2 separate regions of the Rattus norvegicus genome follow, and region 1 is linked to region 2. A link is a contact called in public Hi-C data. All regions are on one chromosome and are shown on one strand. Each heading gives the region's core, a stretch centred on a gene start, on an enhancer-like site or on the middle of the called end of the contact. The rest is flanking DNA. Distances are from core to core; before and after follow the strand shown. Region 1 holds the start of Sgms1 (sphingomyelin synthase 1). Region 2 overlaps Sgms1 (sphingomyelin synthase 1).

Region 1 (4,771 bases), core at 1,535-4,034, 260 kb before region 2:
CTGTATCCTGTCCTTTACGCTGTATGAGACCTGGCGGAAGAAATCTGATCGCTCCTTCAATCTCTTCTAAGGGAAGCATAGAAAAGGTGCCAGCCCTGACTGCTGCAGCCCTTCCTGACTGCAGCATGTCCTAGATCTGACGTTTGGTTTGGAGCTGTACAGTTCAGGGGATCATGCCACGTAACCCTCTCTTCCTTTAGCACTGGGGTTTCTGGGACTCGCTTATAAGTGCCAGCTGGAGACAGCATGTGCCCCTCATTCTATTTACTTCCAGGACTGCTCTAGTGCTTGACTTAGGACAAGGCTGGTCGCTAAATAAGATATTCATGATAAATTGAACAGCATTCTCTGCTTTTTATTATGCTCACTCTATAAACATTTGTAGACATATTTATATTAAGGATCTAATTAATTTTCATGATAGCCATGAGAATCAAAGAGAGGGGTGGATTATAGCATTCTTATTTTAAGAGGCAAGAACGAAACCTGCCTGGAGTTCCTTACTGATTACTTGAAAAGCCAGGACTTAAGTGGTGGTTTGGTTAGGGACACCATAGTACTGTCCCTAGGAATGAACCTATGAGCCCATGGTAACTGTCAGCAGTAAATGTCTAATTTAAAAATCCCCTTAAAATAAACACGAGAGATTGGGAGAGTTGCTAATTAGAAAGGGATAACAAAGATAATCCTATTGTTTGTATTTATCCTTTTTAGACCTAACTGCAGCACAGAGAAAAACAGAAAATAATAAGGTATGATTCAGCGACTACTTACTAAGGGCTGTCTGGTGCCAACTCTTGTGCTGGGTGTCCCAAAGATCAGGGATACTACATGTCCATTGTATGGCATTGGAGATGCAGGGAAAGGAGTTTTGTGTGCAAGGAGAAACTGGGCTGCATCCTTCATCTACCCAAGGATAGTCAAACAATTCCAGTCTTTGTTGATTAATGGAAACCAGACAATTAGTGAAGCCAGGAGTCTCAGGCAGAGGCACAGAGATGAACTCAATGCAGGTCATTCACAGATCTATTCCTCAGGGCAATAGGAATACTTGGAAACTTAGTCATGGGCAGCTGGGTCCCCACCCACAGCATCCGCTTTAAACTCAGGTTGTAGATTGGCCAGGTGAATAGGACAGGCTGAAGCGGCCGTGAAGCCTTGGCCCTGCTGCTCAGGCTGTGTGGCTTTGGGTTCTTCTAACAGAGACACATTGTCCTGGCTACTCACTGAAGCTCCGTTGATCTGAGAACATGGTGTGAGCTTTGACTGATATCTAGTAAGTGGTGCTTGTCATTTACAGGTCGATGGGATAAAACCGCATGTTTTACTTAGATTACTCATCTTTAGAAATGACCACCATGGGAGGAGTCACTTTGGCGAGTGAAGTGTGTGTCTCAGTACTTGTTCTTGGTATTACTTTAGCATGGCAGGCTCAGAGGTGATTCATTTTTATTTAACTGCTCCAACAACATTATCCATGCCAGTCCCCGGACTTGAGAAACCTAAACATTTTTAATGAATACGCTTCTTATCATGATTTGTAAGAAATAGCGTTAGGATTCTTTTATTTCTTAAAGACATTACTTCTGCATGTGAATCTATGCCTGCCAGCATGCAGGTGTAACTCTTGCATGCCTGGTGTTCTGCAGCCACAGAAGGCATCAGATCCGTGGGAACCAGTTTCAGATGGTTGTCAGTGGTAACGTGGGGTGCTAGGAATTGAACTAGGATCCTCTTCAAGAATAGAAAGTAATCTTAACTGCTGGGCTACTTCTCTAGCCTCCTGTTCTTCACTGTTCTGAGGACTAGAAAAGGAACATTTTATCTTCATTAAAAAAATATCTTTTTGGTTTGAAGACTGACTGACTTAAAGACCATGACTAAACTTAATTTAAAAGTACGTCAACTCTGAAGCATCTCTTATGACTACACCATTCAGATCACTTAAGAGGCTGGGATTTCTCTTTAGATTACCATCCCTCTATTTCTCACAGCTATGTTACATACGTGTGCTTTTCCCTAAGAATTATTTTTTAAAATTGGAGTGGAATTTGGAGTAAAATAGTGTGTGTGTGTGCGCGCGCGCACCTGTGTTGGGAGAGGGATTTTAAAGTCTGGATTCCTTGACCTGCCATACAGCAGTGTGCATGCTTTGACCTTTGACCTTGGTTACAACAATTGTAAAGTAGCACTGAAACAGCCAGCGGCTATCCAGAACTTACTTCACAAGACAGCAAGCCTCCTTTTTACCTCTTAGGTGCAAACTGATGAAAATACCCAGCGGGGTTACTAAAATCCCAGACATTCCCTTGCTGTTGGTTGACACTCCAAATAGAGCTGGTGGTTGTCAGTTGTCACTGAAAATCAGTTATGTGTCAAGCCACCACTCCATTTCTTATCTCCCTTGAGAAGCGCGATAGCACAGGGTCCTAAGGTGAAAAGGCCAGAGGTGCAGGAGAGGTCAAGATCTTAAGAGATCACATGGGAGCAGACGCATTTTTAATCTGATTTTTCACCGTTTGGGGAAGAGGACGCTAAGTTTTCAGCGTCGTACGTGAAAACCGGTCTCTACAGCTTAGGGAAAGCGGCCATTAGATTCACCTTGGGAGCTTGTTAACCGGATTTCGGGAAGGACCCCACTAGAGGCGTTTCTGATTCCGTAGGTCTAGGTGTGGTCGTGAATGTGCCGTTCTAAAGAATTCTCGGGTAATGAGGTTGCAGGTTCAGAGATTCCAGGACCCCAGGTGACTAAACAAGCTACCATCCAAGCTAACCACCAGCAGGAGAAAAGCATGGAGGAGGGCGACGGCTGTCCAAACAACTTCAGCAACCTTCATCCTCTGTCCCCGGGAATGGGTCAGAACAGGGAAGCGGCAGGAGGAGCGATGCGGGCGCCTTAGGAACGGGAACTCCTTTCCCCAACTTCCGCCCCTGGGGAAAAGCTGAAGCCATCAGCTCCAGGAGAGCGGCTCTCCAATTCTCAGCCTTTAGGTTCTGGCTCTGGAGACAGCCTGTCCTCCCGGTATCGCCGGCGCCGCTGTACCCCCGCTGTAGACTAGCGGATTGCAGGTGAGGGCTGGTCCCCGGGCCTGGTGGGGAGGCGACTGAATAGAGTCTATCCAGATCCCGGACGGTTCTTCGCCTGCGGCCCGGGAAAACTGAAGATGGCTGCCCCGGAGCTCGGCCGACAGTCACGTGTCACGCAGGCACGGCCGTTCCTGGTCCCTACTCCCCGCCCCCGCGCGCCCCCAGACCAGACCCTGCGGGTAGCGCGTCCAGGGAGACCCATGCTACGGCGGCACGAGCGGGTCGGTCCAAAAGGCCGGGGCCGCGGAAGACTGCTGTCCCTGCCGCTCGATCACCGTCCCGATATCGGGTTCCACTGCGCGAGCTGGAGGAAATCTGCTGGCGACCCGCACCCGGTGGGGCCATTGGGCATGCGCAGTGCTCCGGCCCTGGTGCGGCGCTCTCCAGGTTTTCGCCTCAGCTCCAAGCAGCGGCGGGAGGTGGGGCCCGGACGAACTAGGGGGCCCCAGTTCTTCCCTAGAACTCCAAGGCCCTCGTGCTGCTTGGCGCAGCGCGATTTAGGAAACCGGCGGACCCGTTTTTTCTTCCCCGGGGAAGATGGTAGTGTAAGGATTAGAGCTTCGGGAAATGTCCCGAAGAGTTTGAGGTCCATCCATTTTACATGATCAATCATGAGGGAGTCACAAGTGTCGCAGTTCTTGGGCTTGGTGGAGAAGAAAATGCCAGTGTAGTTCGCTAACAACTGTCCCCGATGGTAGTTTCTCGAAGACTGAGTTTGCGTACCCTGCTTTCCGGCCCGCTTTAGTCGCACAACTCTCGGGCTGGCTCCTAATTGGGCTTCTGATCCGGGCGGATGAAACCCACCATTTGGGCCCTTCCTCTTCTCGTAGTTGGGGGCATGTGTGTGTGTGGGAAGGGCCAGCATCTCCAATTCCCGTTTCTAGAAACGAAAAGGACGCCCCAGCCCTCATCCCTAACACACCCCACGGCAAGCTGTCCTGCGGGACTCAGCTGGGTCCCCGGCCAAGCGTCCGCGGTCTCCGCCCCCCGGCCGCCGGGAACACCCGGAGGAACGGACCAGCGTCGCGCGGGAAGCCGACCCGGCTCCGCCGCGGACTGGGCATGCTCGGCAGCCCGAGGCTCCAAGTCAGAAGCCTTCTCGCCAGCTCGGCTGCGGCCCGAGCAGCGGCGGCGGGCTGCCGGCTGGACGGGAGCAGGGAGGGCCGGTTCGGGCGGGCTGCTTGTCCCGTGAGCCTGGCACGAGGACGGGAGAGCGGGATCGGATGCGGAGCCCGCACGCCGCCCTGCCCCGGTTTCGTTCCGAGGCGGGGGGCTCGGCGCGTGGAAAGAATTCCGGCGGCTGCCACGACTCGCGTGCAAGTGAGTCGCGGGGCGGGGGTGGAGGGCCGGCCTCCGGATCGCGAGCGGCTGGATCTGACCCGAGTCTCGGGGGCCGGGCCTGACCTCGGTTGACGGCGGGCGGACAGCCCGGGCGAGGGGGCGTGAGCGCTTACCGCGCGGTGTCGCGCGTACCTGGCGGGCGGTCCCCCCGCGGCCGCTGTTGGGGGTGGGCGCGGGGGAGCGCTCTGGCGGCCGCGATCCCGGCTCCGAGGGGGCGGGCCGCCGGCGGGGCTCCCCCGCCAACTTGGGCGGGGAGGAAGGCGGAGGCGTCAGTGGGCACCTTTCCGAGGTGCTGCGTGCGGGCTGGAAGGCTGCCTGGTGTCACATTGGGGCGAGTGGACGG
Region 2 (5,043 bases), core at 97-2,596:
ACCTCTAGACAGGGGGTGCCTTGTTTGTGGATATCAGCTATAATGTTTGGGTGGTTTTAAATGTATGCAAATAGAATCATTTACTCAGTGAATATATTTGAAAAATCCTGGCAGGAGGTTTCTGTCCGCTTTGGTCATTTATGTTCCCAGATGAAAAGCACACACAGCCTTTATGTTTTTAGATACACCTTAGGCAGCACAATAGCTGGGCAGTTGCCTGCCCTCCACGCTGTTAGAATCTGCCTTCCTAACAATAACCCCGAGTTATCACTTGCTATGTTTCACTGTTCCATCAGGGCTGCTCTTAGCGCCAGTTGGCCAGCCCACATGGCCACGTTTTCTTTACTCCTACCCCATGCTCTCTCTCTCCCTCCCGCACGTTCTTCTTCCAAGGTGGCTTCTTCCTTCTTTCTCCCTCCTGTTCACTCTTCTAGGCCCACCAAAACTCAGCCCCACCTATCTCTCTTCTGCCAGCTATTAGCTGCCGGACTCTTTATTCACCAACCAGAATTAACTTAGAGGCAGGGTCTAAGGCAGAGGCTACATGCAGACTCCCAGGTCTTGGGTCCCCACTTAACATTACAATAGATAATAAAAGAAAACCTCAACATTTACATATATGTATATGCATATATGTGAGCGCTTATATGTATATATATGTGCATATATATGTATTTGTATGTGTATTAGTATATATATTTGTATATTTGTATATATATAAATATATATGTTGGTTGCATTTATATGTGTATTATCTTAATTAGGGGTTTATTGTTTTGATGAGACACCATGACCACAGAAACTTTTATGAGGGAAACAATTTAATTGAGGGCTGCCCACAGTTCAGAGGTTTATTAGTCCATTACAGCCGTGGTAAGAAGCAGGGTGGTACACAAGGCAGACTTGGTTCTGAAGAGTTAGGTAAGAGTTCTACATCTGGACACACAGGCAGCAGAAAGAGCTAGTGAGTCACCAGGCCTGATTCGAGCTTCTGAAACCTCAAAGCCTGCCACCTCATGTGGTTTGAATATTAAAAAAAAATTAAATATAAAATAAAATAATTTGAATACAAAATAAAAGTATTTGAATACAAACAACCACATGTAAACATGTTCTGCTCTTTTTTACTCTCGGGTTGTTTTGAGACATGAAACCTGGTTCATTCACTTTTAATTGCTATTAGGATTTCAGCCTTTTAATGAACAACAGATGATTTATTTCCCTGGAAAATTCAGTTATCCTCAAAATGTTACTGTTAGAAGTTATTCGGTGAGACAGTCCCCCTGTATGCAGTCCCCACGGAGGGTGATAAGTGAAAGGGGAACACAGAGAACAGACATACCGCAGTCTGGAGTTAGGAGCACTGTAGCTCCTGGACGTGCGTCTGCTGGGAGCTGAGTCAGCGTGGTCATGAGAAAGAAAACGGACAGAGAAGTGGTGCCAAGGTCAGAAGGCACCCTACGCCACAAAGCAGAGCCATGGCTTCCGTCTGCAGCAGATGGGGTGCACTTAGAGTGGTTGGGAACAAGGGAACAGTGTCATCTGATGTTTCCTTCTGAGAAGTAGCTTCAAGAAGTTCTGGTGAGAGCAGGCTAGACCAAGAGACAGTCATGCATAGGAGGTGAGGCTTGACCTCACTCTTGGGGAGAAGTGAAGGTATGGAAGGAAGAACTTGGTGACAGGACAAGCAACACAGAGGAAACAGGAGCAGGCAGGCTGCTCAACCCTGTCTTTGAAACAGAAGTAAAGGAACCATTAAGAAGTGGGATGTTCTGCAGGGGCCAGGAAGGGAGGGAGGCAGGCAGGCAGGGAGGATAGATGCCTCGTGTTTGTTTACTGTGTGATCAACTACAGGGCATCTGACCTTTGTACCACAATATAACCAGGTATAGGGAATGGAAACATTAGGGTTCGATTGCCATAGGCCCTTGGGAATAGGGTGCTCGCCCCCTACTGGTTGTCACCTGAAATTGTTTATCATGTTAAAATTGTACTAGACCATTGGCACCATGCTGTACTGGGAAACTAGGAGAGCTAGCAGGAGTCATAGAACTCTGATTTGGGATCCTGGAACTCTCAGCCCCCAGCATTCTGACAATGGAGAAAAACGTTTAATTTCTATGTGTCTTGTTTCCTCATCTTTAAAATGAGTCTTTATTTCCTGAGTGGGAAGAGGCTATAAAAAGAAAACTAAGTGACATGCATGGATACTCAGCGAGGTTCACAGAAAATGTGTAGTAGCTGTTCTTGGTGTATTGTTAAGGTATGAATATGAGTGGCTGATTCCTGCCCCCAGCGCCCAATTTTAAATTGCAAAAACAACCAAAGGGGAAAAAACCTCTTTCTTCCTCTTCCTTCTGATCCCCTCATGTTTTTCAGTTTTCACCTTACAATATATATATTATATACAATGTATATACAATATACAACTCTGTGATGATAGCCCCTCCCCCCTTCTGGCAAGGGTTCTCCCCACAGAGGCGGGCCTTTGCTTACTGGTTTGTTGTTCAGACATCTCGAGTAGCAGCCGTCCAGGGAATGGTAGATGCACCCTGCCTGAGTGAATGACTGTTGGACCCCTCGAGAATCCAGTAAAAGTCAGCAGTTCCTTCTTCCCTGAAATGAGGACAATAGATCCATTCAAAGCTTTCTCTGAAACCCCAGGCCCTCTAGCCCCCTTCCCATTGAGAATGTGGAATAGAAATCTCAGAGTCGCTCAGATGATGTGTAGGTGGGGAACCTGAAAGCAGGATGGGGTGATCGCAGCGACTATCACTGCATGGTCCGTGTCTAAGCATTTTTGGCACAAACATGAGCTAATCGCCAACGAACATGCCAAACTGGATGGGGAAAGGACCATGAGGTTTCAACTCTACACAAAGAACTGCGGCAATGGAGTAAAGATGGGCGCACAGCGGTCCTCCCCAGGGAAGAACACAGCACCAGACTGCCGAGTGTCAAACCACCAGCCCTGAGAACAGTGCATACAAGGGATAGAATATGGACTCCACGGGTTATAACTAGGAATATGTTCATATACAGACACATGTATGCATGCAATAACTATCACTGGAAAGAGGCCAGGAATTGGAAACAGAGTGGGAAGAGATACATAGGAGGGAGAACTTGGAGGGAGGAAAGAGAAAGGAGAAAACACTAATTCAATTATAGTCTCAGAAATATACATTTAGAAAAAGCATCTGTGGCACAGTAGGTGTTGGATTTACATAAGGCACTTAACCTCAGTTTATAGGCTACGTTTAATTAAAGGCATTGGACGGCCTAGGGAGAGAGCTCGGTGAGTAAATTGCTTGAGGTACCAACCTAGCAATGCATGTTCAGCTTCTTAGCACGCACAGAAATACCAGGTGGGCGTGGCAGCACGCCTGTAGTCCCAGAGCTGGTGTGGGGTGGCGGGGTCCTAGGAGCGAGCTGGGCGGCTGGACTAGCTAACACCCTCGAGACCTTCGGCGGCAAAGAAGGGTAGCGCAGTCAAGAAAGAAACTAGTCAAGCTCTGGCTTCTGCATGTGAGGCATACATACACACATCAGTGTCTATAGCCACACAAACATGCATACACACACTGCACGTGTGCACATAAAAGTGCCAGTGGAGCGTCTTTTACAGATGGAGCTCAACACGCTGACCTGTGCACATTTGGTCATAGTCACCTTTTATGTTACATTTCTGGTTTTATGAAACAGCTTATAGCCCCATATAAATCACTGCCGCTAGTCATAGTTCATTTTAAAAGCCATATCCTGCTGTCTCTAGTTATAGAGAAACAAAAGGTCCTTTAGATTGCTGGCCCATGTAATGGGCTTTCAGGGGGAAACGTGTGAGACGGTTGGTCCTCCAGAATGGCAGGGGCATGGGTGAGTGGTATTTAGAACCAGGACTATTGCAAATGTTTCCTCTTCTAGATTCCCCTCGGCGGCTCTGGTGGTACCACTGGATTTGCTGGCTCCTCAGCGTCGTTGGAATCTTCTGTATTCTCTTAGCGCATGACCACTACACTGTGGACGTGGTGGTAGCATATTACATCACCACAAGACTCTTCTGGTGGTATCACACGATGGCCAATCAGCAAGTGAGTCACCCCCTTCCCTTTGATCTAAGCTTCTCTCGCCCCAGGCTTGGCGCTGCTGGCTGAGGCCAGAGTTCAGAAGTGTTGGAAAGACTGGAAATGTATGGATCCTTCTCACAGTTTCCCTCTCTTAGGAGTCCACTTGTGGTGGTGCTGGCTTTTATAACACCATTCCTCTGCAGAGTCAGCTGTAAAGTGTTAATGTAATTGGCCCAGATACTGCTTTCTTCTGAAACATAGACACCCACTGTCTGTGAAAAAAATATTCTCTAAGCCGGTCTCTGCACTTAGGGTGCATTCCTAACCTCCTTTGGTTATGATGGGGCCGTCACTAGTTTCATAGTTACATTTAATTAAGTTATTAAATAAATTTTATTTATTATATTTATTTATATGTGTTACATTATAAAAATATTATAAATAGATTATATATGTATTCTATAAGAGCACAGGAAGTTAAGATCCAAGGAGAGTGAAGAAGGGCTGGCTGAGATATTTAATAGGCACAGGTTGAGGGAGTCTCAGTTGCCCTTGCTCTGCTGGCGTCTGCTGTGTCCAGGGTATAGTGTGGTGAACTCAGTGAAGCTGGGCTGTGTGGGTGGGTGTGGGGCAAGTCTTTGAATTTTAACATGGGAAATATTTTCAAGGAAAGATAAGATTAAAGAGACATCTGTGGTCTTTGCTTTCCTAGGTGCTGAAGGAAGCTTCCCAGATGAACCTCCTGGCCAGAGTGTGGTGGTACAGGCCATTTCAGTACTTTGAAAAGAACGTCCAAGGGATTGTACCTCGATCTTACCATTGGCCCCTTCCCTGGCCGGTAGTCCACCTTAGTAGGCAAGTTAAATATAGCCGGCTGGTAAACGACACCTAACAGCCTCGCCGCCTAGGGGAACGAACGAGGAATGGTCCGAAGTGCTAAGAACTCCGTGAGAGAAGACGCCATAGAGTAACCACC

What was found. A called contact is a pair of places that touch in the nucleus more often than the background predicts.
Region 1: a contact with region 2 is called in a Hi-C map of Schwann cells, with 4 times the contacts expected there. The contact joins the promoter of Sgms1 here to the enhancer-like site in region 2. A contact is called at or near these places in 4 of 12 Hi-C or Micro-C datasets (the A7r5 cell line, the Rat2 cell line, Schwann cells and 1 more) and 1 of 1 datasets of contacts at active chromatin or transcription factors (oligodendrocytes).

The regions. Positions count from the first base shown.
Region 1 is chr1:239,670,906-239,675,676 of GRCr8, reverse strand. Sgms1 (sphingomyelin synthase 1) reads left to right here and starts at 2,784. Exons shown (of 10, transcript NM_181386.3): 1 at 2,784-3,069.
Region 2 is chr1:239,411,559-239,416,601 of GRCr8, reverse strand. Sgms1 (sphingomyelin synthase 1) reads left to right here. Exons shown (of 10, transcript NM_181386.3): 9 at 3,925-4,091; 10 at 4,780-5,043. The coding sequence ends at 4,959. Among named protein-coding and RNA genes, the nearest start is that of Asah2, 62 kb to the right of the region's middle. Within about 2 kb of position 1,346, at least 10 of the 93 cell types and tissues checked have an H3K27ac peak or open chromatin away from gene starts, as enhancers often do. A contact at or near this core is called in Schwann cells, where this site is marked.